Linked DNA regions of Anas platyrhynchos: region 2 is linked to region 1. Evidence: chromatin contacts called from public Hi-C data. All regions are on one chromosome and are shown on one strand. Each heading gives the region's core, a stretch centred on a gene start, on an enhancer-like site or on the middle of the called end of the contact. The rest is flanking DNA. Distances are from core to core; before and after follow the strand shown. Region 1 overlaps BMPR1B (bone morphogenetic protein receptor type 1B). Region 2 overlaps BMPR1B (bone morphogenetic protein receptor type 1B).

What was found. A called contact is a pair of places that touch in the nucleus more often than the background predicts.
Region 2: a Hi-C map of F5 follicle shows a contact between it and region 1, with 2.0 times the contacts expected there. The contact joins two enhancer-like sites. A contact is called at or near these places in 2 of 8 Hi-C or Micro-C datasets (F5 follicle and small yellow follicle).

What each region holds. Positions count from the first base shown.
Region 1 is chr4:12,334,105-12,337,994 of IASCAAS_PekinDuck_T2T, reverse strand. The region is part of intron 3 of BMPR1B (bone morphogenetic protein receptor type 1B); the gene reads left to right. Among named protein-coding and RNA genes, the nearest start is that of BMPR1B, 160 kb to the left of the region's middle. Within about 2 kb of position 1,989, at least 4 of the 8 cell types and tissues checked have an H3K27ac peak or open chromatin away from gene starts, as enhancers often do. A contact at or near this core is called in F5 follicle, where this site is marked.
Region 2 is chr4:12,407,407-12,411,346 of IASCAAS_PekinDuck_T2T, reverse strand. The region is part of intron 2 of BMPR1B (bone morphogenetic protein receptor type 1B); the gene reads left to right. Among named protein-coding and RNA genes, the nearest start is that of BMPR1B, 84 kb to the left of the region's middle. Within about 2 kb of position 2,671, at least 3 of the 8 cell types and tissues checked have an H3K27ac peak or open chromatin away from gene starts, as enhancers often do. A contact at or near this core is called in F5 follicle, where this site is marked.

The DNA.
Region 1 (3,890 bases), core at 740-3,239:
ACAACCTCTCTGGGCAGCCTGTTGCAGTGCTATGTCACCCAAACCCTAAAGAAGTTCTTCATATGGCAATGAAACTGGCTGACATTCAATTATTCAATACCCATTACCCCTTGTCCTCTCACTGGCCACCAATGAGAATAATTTGGCCCCATCGTCTTTACGTTATCCCCTCAGCTATTTGTAGAGGTTGATAATATCCTCTCTCAATCTCCTCTTTTTTAGGCTAAACAGGCCCAGCTCACTTAGTCTTTCCTCAAAGGACAGATACTCCAGTCCCTTAATCACTTTCATGACTCTACCCTGGACCCTCTCTAGAAGTTCTGTGTCCCTCCTGCACTGGGGAGCCCAGAACTGCATACAGTACTTCAAATGAGGCCTCACTAGGGCTGAGCAGAGGGGGAGGATCACCTCTCTCCGCCTGCTGTCCACACTCCTCCTGATGCAAGCTAGGTCGTGCAAGCGCTAAGGCAGGCTCCCCTTATACAGGTACCTGCAGGGCCTTTGGTAACACTTACTGTAGATCAAAATCAAGAACTGTCTGAATTGCTATGTTGGACTCTGGATTCCCTGGTAAAATAGATTTGCAGTTTGTTTCTGCTCCCAAGCCTTCCTGTTTACCCTCTGAGTAAGCTGGAGGCCCTACTCAAGGTCTTGAAAGAGGAGAAATTTTTCTTCCTCTTATACGTGGGGAAAGAAAAGAGACCAAGTACATATGAGGGTGGCCTACTTTCTAGTAAACTAAACAGTTTACTAATTTCTATCAATAACTGGAATTCTAGCCATAGACTTGCTGTCTCAAACTCCCTGGTATGGGATGGGAAATGATTGGCATTTTCTCGAGGTACCTCAATTGCAGTCAAAAGTCTGTCTTTCTCATTGAGGAGCTTGTTCAAACTTAAATGATAGAAATACTACTCTGAATTTTGTAACATAATTTGAAAACTACACCGGTGAGTTTAGGAGGACCAGAAGCAGTCAACCCTCACAAGACCACATGAAACATGCAGAAGTCCCTCATGTGTTTTCAGCGTGCGGCTTTTGGTGCAGCAGAAAGCTCAAGGCTGTGCCTGAGGCTGTGGGACTAGAGCTGAAAGAGTTAATTTTCAAGTTCACCATGAGCTGTGTTTACTGATCCTTTCCTATTCCTTTGTGATAATTGGCACCTCAGATTCTCTACTAATTAATTGGGCTGCAAGGGGCAGGTGGCGCCATTCTATTTTGATAATCCCTGTCAGCAGTGTCTGTACAATCTCTTTGTTTAATTAAAATGAATTTGTAATAGGGGTGCATGAACTTGCAACAGTTTTTTTTTTTTTTTCTTTCTTCCTTTCTCTCCCTCCTCTTGCTTTGCTTTGCTCCAGTGGGAGCTCGCTGCTGGGGGACAGCTCTGTGCTTCTAGCACCACCGCATTCCTCTTGCTGTTGTCACTCTCAGGTTTCTTTGGAAATGCCTTACCTTGCTACATTTCCCAAGTTATAAGAAATATATATTGAAAGTTTTATTTTTTTCTCTCTTTTTAAGCAAGGAACATATCTGTGAAGAAATTTCAAAATGGTTTCCTACTTTAAAATTAAAAAAAAAAAAAAAATCAGAAGGCATTGAATATTAAAATGATTTTGCTCCAAACTAAAATATTTAACCATTGAAACATTCATGTTTTATAGACTCATTGTTCATATATCTTTATGGCCCTGACAAAAATGTAGAGCAAGCAAATAAAAAACAATGCCACGATCTTTGCCTATCTTAACTTGCGTCAGTTTGGGCAATATGAACAAGGGTCAACTGTTTTTAACAATTGCTCACTGAAGACAGATTTCAAAATGGAGAACTGAAAGTTTAAATTTGTGCTAAGACACGCACCATTTCAGTGTGTATCTTGTTATGATTATTAAAATTTGCTTATGCCAGCTGCCAATGCAAAAGCATTGGAAACTTCACCCTTGAGAAGGCTGCCTGGGTTTGAAGGTTCCCTCCTCTTCTGAGGGCTTCCCTGTTGTTTTGTCTAGCTAATCTTCATGTTCCTGAGCAGAGGACAGACAGTTGCAGGAGTCAGAACAAAACATAGGATTTGTTTTACAAATACTTTAAAGTGATAGGAAGGTGAAGGATAGATGATGCAGGCTGCCTTTCCTGTTTGTTCTGTGCTTGTGCAGGAGGCATGCTGGAGCCTTGCAGAAATGAGAATCCTGATTTTGGCCGGAGTTTGATTGCTGAGAGATCAGTTAAGTGTTCTGTCAACCTTGCAAAGTAATGTGAATGTGCACATGTCCCTGGAATCTAAAGAAAAACTGGTGCTGCCTTGTAGTTGAATTACATTGCTGTCCCCTCTCTGTTTTAGAGGGAGCAGGTCAGGAGCTGATCATGTTTACTCACTGTTTTCTTCATGCTTGTTTGAATAGGGTGGGAGGAAGATCACTTTTTCAATGGCTTTTGTCTCAGCATTTCCTCATTACACGTTACAAATACCTCTTGTAACAGGTATTTTTGTTGGTACACCTGCTACATTCACTTGTGTTTTGTGTTGAATCCACACGTCCAGCTCATTTTCCTGTGGTGTGTTTGCCAGTGATAGGGATAGCTGGGAATATCCCTACTGTATACATGCAGAATTTAGGAATTGCATTATGCCAGCCAGCACCATGATTCAGGATGTTTTTTGTGCCTTTTTTCCTAAGCGTTTATTTCCTGGAGGGTCTTCCTGAGGTCCATCCTCCCTCCTGTTGGAGGCAGCTGGTGGCTCAGTGTGAGCAGGTCAAGTCAAATAAGACTCCCAGCATCTCTCAGTGGTCATACTATGTAAGGCAGCTCACATGCAAGAGGTGAGGTCCTAAAGTTAGAGTGAAAAAATGTTTTAGGAAGTCTCAATTGTAATACTTAAATAAATAAATAAATTGTAGTGAATTAACTTTTTCAATAGGGGATGGAAGGATAAGCAGGCAGTTTTGTCAGCATTCCCCTGCAGTGTTCTGAATGGCAGCACAGAGCTGCCAGCTTTTGTAATCTCATCAACAGCTTCCCAATAACTGCTCTCTGTCTGATATCCCTAGTGTCCACAGTCAAATGATCAAATGAAAATTTATGCACTCATGCAAAACAAAAGAAAACTAGGTTTTCAGTTCTCATGATGTCAGGGAGAAGTTTGAAAACATAATTGCCAAAGGTTTGAAGCCTAGTGTGGGGAAAAAAAGGCTTTTACTATTAAATGAAAATATAACATGAACACATGGAAGGATAGCAGTATGCTTTTACCTCTTGAAAATCCCAATCGGCAAAGGTTTAGACACTTTTCCAAATGTGTAGACATTAGTGTGTAGCAATGTGGATCTTATTTCCACCCTCATAAGCTGTCTTGATGCTATTTACCCTCTTGCCAAAAGGGCACAGTGTAATGCCTGCTTGGCATGGGAGAGTTTCAGTTCTCTTTCCTGGCATTTGATGAGCTTCACACTCAAAATAACTTTGGCAACAAAGTAAAAAAGAATCCCTGCATTTTTCTGGAACTGGAGATGCACCCACAGGTTTGCCTGTGTCACAGAAATTGTTGTGTTTTTCCTATTGTAAAAATGTAAACGTGATACAAGAGTTTTAAAATGGGAAAAAATCTCATTGCACAGTGGCAAAAACAAAACAAAACAAAATCCTGAAGAGCACAGAAGGTCCAAACTTATTTTTTCTCCAAGTTGTCTCTGAGTGTAACAGTTAGTCTTCAACTCAACAGCATCTGGCCCTCACAGATGGTGTCTACCCAAGTGCAGTTAGGTAGCGAGGTCTGATAGACTCAGTAGTTGGCTCATCTCAGGTTTGCTCATGTCAGAAAGCAGTTTAGAAATGAACATTTTGACAACATCTCTGGTTTGCACTTGGGCCACACAGCGCCCTTTGGTACC
Region 2 (3,940 bases), core at 1,422-3,921, 73 kb before region 1:
GTTAACTGCAATTTAAGGGAGTCTTCAGGAAGCGCATGTCAAAATGCTGCACTGCTGAAACTTGAATATAGCAACCTGCAGGGTAACAGGATTGCAGCTGGGTGGGTTGCAGCATGAGATGGCATTCTGTGCGTGTGCATTTTGATATGAATATTGTTGGCGGCTCTGGCTGCTTATTATAGGCCCTGAAATGCTTGTAGGGGAGAAAAAAAGACTTGCTCTGTTAAAACTGCAGAAATTTGTCCTAGGCCTAAGGGCATGATAGGCTGGGCCAGGTGCCAACCTCAGTGCCAGGGAAAGGGACGGCAAAGTCACCAGGGCTGCAGCATGTCCCAGGGCACAGGGACCAGGCCTGGATGCTCAGTGGATCGTGGTCCTACAGTCTGTTTCAGCGCACTCCTGATGGTGTTTTGATGCAGGTTTAGATTGTCTTTATGGTAAGAGTAGTAGCAAAGTAATAACAAATGTACCAGTTGGATGTACTTTTTAAACAGTTGCCCTCGATTCCCATCCTTCTGTCTCGACTGTTCAGGTGATGCATACAGGTTGTGCCTGATTTGAAGAAGTCTGTCAAGTGTGTTGAGATTGTGCTGAGAAAAGGTATGTCTTAACAGTCTGTCACCACACAAGGGCTGAGAAATACAGAAAACATACATACAGACTCTCAGCTGAATTATTTTGGTTGTTATTTATTAAGATGCTCTTGTGGCTGTAAAGATATGCAGCTTCCTTTTCATGAGTGTCTTCTATCCTGCTTGTTTTACACTAGCTTTTTGAGATATGGTTGTCCTTTCATCAGCCTCAAGTGTGTGTTTTTCAGTGTTGCACGATCTCCTAGTGTATAAGAAGTTGACTAGAAAATCATAGTATAAGCTACTGTGAACCTCATTTTTCTGGTTTTGTTACCCTCCCAGACAGAACTCAGTTTCTGATGGTCCTGTACATCCTGGATAGATAATGGTATTTATGGTATTTTAGTGTTAATCTAGATTTTGCCTTGAAAATAAAAGCTATGAATGAAATTTGCATTTGAAGAATGCTTTTTTTTTTTTTTTTTTTTTTCTTGAGGCACCAACTGTTGAAATGGTTGTATATAGACATTTTCATGACATTGAAGGTATTTAAAGATTTACAGGAATGGAAAAAGATACTTTGCTAAAGCTTTCAGGAGACTGTGGAATTGAAACCTTGGCAAGTTGTAGTTTACCTGAACTGATTGTCTTAGCTATTGTGTTGATTATTTTTTTAAAATCCAGAGGAAGTCTAAGTTAAAACCAAGCCAAATTAATATTAGCTGTCTGAAATCTTTCCTAACTGTAAGATTTCTAATCTGATGGACTTGGAAAACATTTGTGTGGCTCATTCTCCTTTGACTCAGTAATACATATGTGCATGTTAGTTGGTTTTAGTAACATTTTTCCTTTGGACAATGAAAATGATTCAAAAGAAATGTTTGATAAAACTGAGCAATTGTAAAAGCTTAATTGGATTCAAAACTAGTATGTCTTCAATTAGAGTCATCTGTTTGTGCTTTCTTTTTTTCCCACTCCTAGAATATATAATCCTTTTTAACCTACATTTTTAATATAAGCCATACTGCCCTCCGCAGAGAATCCTGTTTGCTTGTAGGTAATAAGAGGTCCACAAATGCTCTTTTTTTTGGGGAAAAAAAAAATATTCTGCCTCATTTCCTCTGCTCGTGGCTGCTTGGTACTACAGAGCAACTCTGAGTGGATGATGGGCTGGCGGTGGCAGGGACTGGATGCTCCTCAACCCCCTGCTCTCTCTACAAAGCCGGGCGTGTGTCTGAAGGGCAGCCTTGCCTGAAAAACTTGTAATGTGCTTCAAGTTTAGCAAATGGAAATCCTTCCAGAGTAGAAGACGGTGTTTCTCAAGTGAGATAAAGTTCTTTCTGAAACTTGGCACCAGCGGTAAACAGCAGCTGAAAACCTCCTGGGTCCCTTGCTCTCATTTTCTAGCTGCCTCGTGCTGCAGCAGATAGACGACTTCAAACACTCGCTTTAGACACTTTATATCTCGGCCTCTGGTGGGATCGTGCTGATGCAAATCAGACACGAGACCTTTCATCTGGAAAGGCCTGTTGTGAAGGTGTGTGGGGACGGTAATTGCAAGTGGTTTAATTAGTGCAGCTGGCAGTGTGCCAGCTGAACTGTACCGGGGCTTGAGAGGGAGCGAGAGCGCAGCTTTTAATTTAGAACGATTACAATGTGATTCTAGCATTTGTACCAGCTACATCAGCTTCCCACCCCAGTTTGGATCAATTAAGGACCCTGTGTTAGACTTTAACCTCTGAATGACCCCCTCGCTTTTAATACTGCATAATTGGTTACGCGCAGGCAAAGCGATGACTTCCAGTCTTTTGCTTTGGGATTATTTCGCTGGGAAGCGTGGGGCTGGAAGGAGCGTTTCATGTGAGGTGGCAGACCCTAGCTGTGGTAACTCTGAGACCCCCTGCACCAAAGGGGTTTTCTTATCCTCCAGGAGAGCCGGGATATTGAAGGCATATAGTAGGGGCAAGACTTCTTTCTCAATGGTGTGGGCTGCCTTGTTTGAAGTGGGTCGTCTGTAATGAAGGAATAATTTCATAGACAGCTGCAAGTTGGTGCAAACGTTATGCAATTCAGCAAGATAAGCTGTTCCAATAAAAAAAAAAAAAAAAAGACTTGAGGGCATTATTGTCTCCCTAGAGCTAGTATCAAATAAGAAAGTAAAACCATGAACAAGGTCAGACGTTTTTTTCTGCTTAGAGAGCTTGTTGAAATATTTTCTTGTCTGAATCTCTTACTCATCATGTCTCCAGCTAAGTGCATTAAGTTAGAAGTGGCACGTGAACAGCAAAACATGTAATTTCTTTTTCTAATGTCTCTGTGAGAAAGTCTTCCAACTTTGGAGATTGTATTCAACATGTCAACTGCAGTAAAACTGAGTAAAAAACGAGTAGCTGTTTATATCTTGTGTATTATTAGCTGGGTCTAGCAGTGCTTGTACACATATACTCCCCGCTCTCCTTTTCAACATGCTATCATTTCACCATGACTTCACTGCATTTCATCCTTTTTTTTTCTTTTGTTTAAGGAAAGATAATTCTTGTACCCTGTCTTTCTATTTGCCTTCTATCCTTTGAGAAGTAGCCGAGTTTTGGCATTTAGACCTTAAATCAAATGGATTGCAATTCCTAAAATTGGCCTGTTTCTACTAGCTACAGAGTCAGGATGGGAAGATTTAAAAATAAATAGGTTCAAACATGCATTGGAAAAGTCCAGTTCTGCCAATTTTGAGCACATTTTATGAGGAACTTGGTGCCCTCAAATCCCTCGACATCTATAACATTGAAATCAGTTAATCCTTTGTTGAACAGTGCACCAGAAGAATATATTAACTTTGGTGTAGAGAGGTTGTTGACGTTTCATCATTTGCAGACAAGCAGAAAACACAGGTAAGTTTATTTGGTGCTGTGAATTTGAGGCTAACACTCGTTAAAAACCAAAACAACTGTTTTTTCATAAAGTAACAACCAAATGTATTTTCTTTGGGCATTTCTGGATTATTCAGTTTTTACAGAACTAAGAGGCAGAATATTTAATGATGGCAGAGGTTGTTATTGGTAGAAAGGCTCTCCCAGAAGTGGACTTTGCATACTTCTTGTTTCTCGTCTGTGGTGTCTGTAATTTTTTCATTGTTTAGAGTTCTATATTTTCTTTTTCTATTAAAAAAAAATCTGCCCTCATATTTCATCAAGTATGACAGCTTATACACTGGGAACCATATATTTTGGTGCAAAAATCATAATCCATGCATTTAAAGCGATGAATTTTGTTAAATCAACATTTAGGAAAGTTGCTCAAAGCAGGAGGTCTTATTTAATATGTGAATTATAAACTGGGAGGTCTCTTTTCTGGTCCAAATATTTCGCAAACAT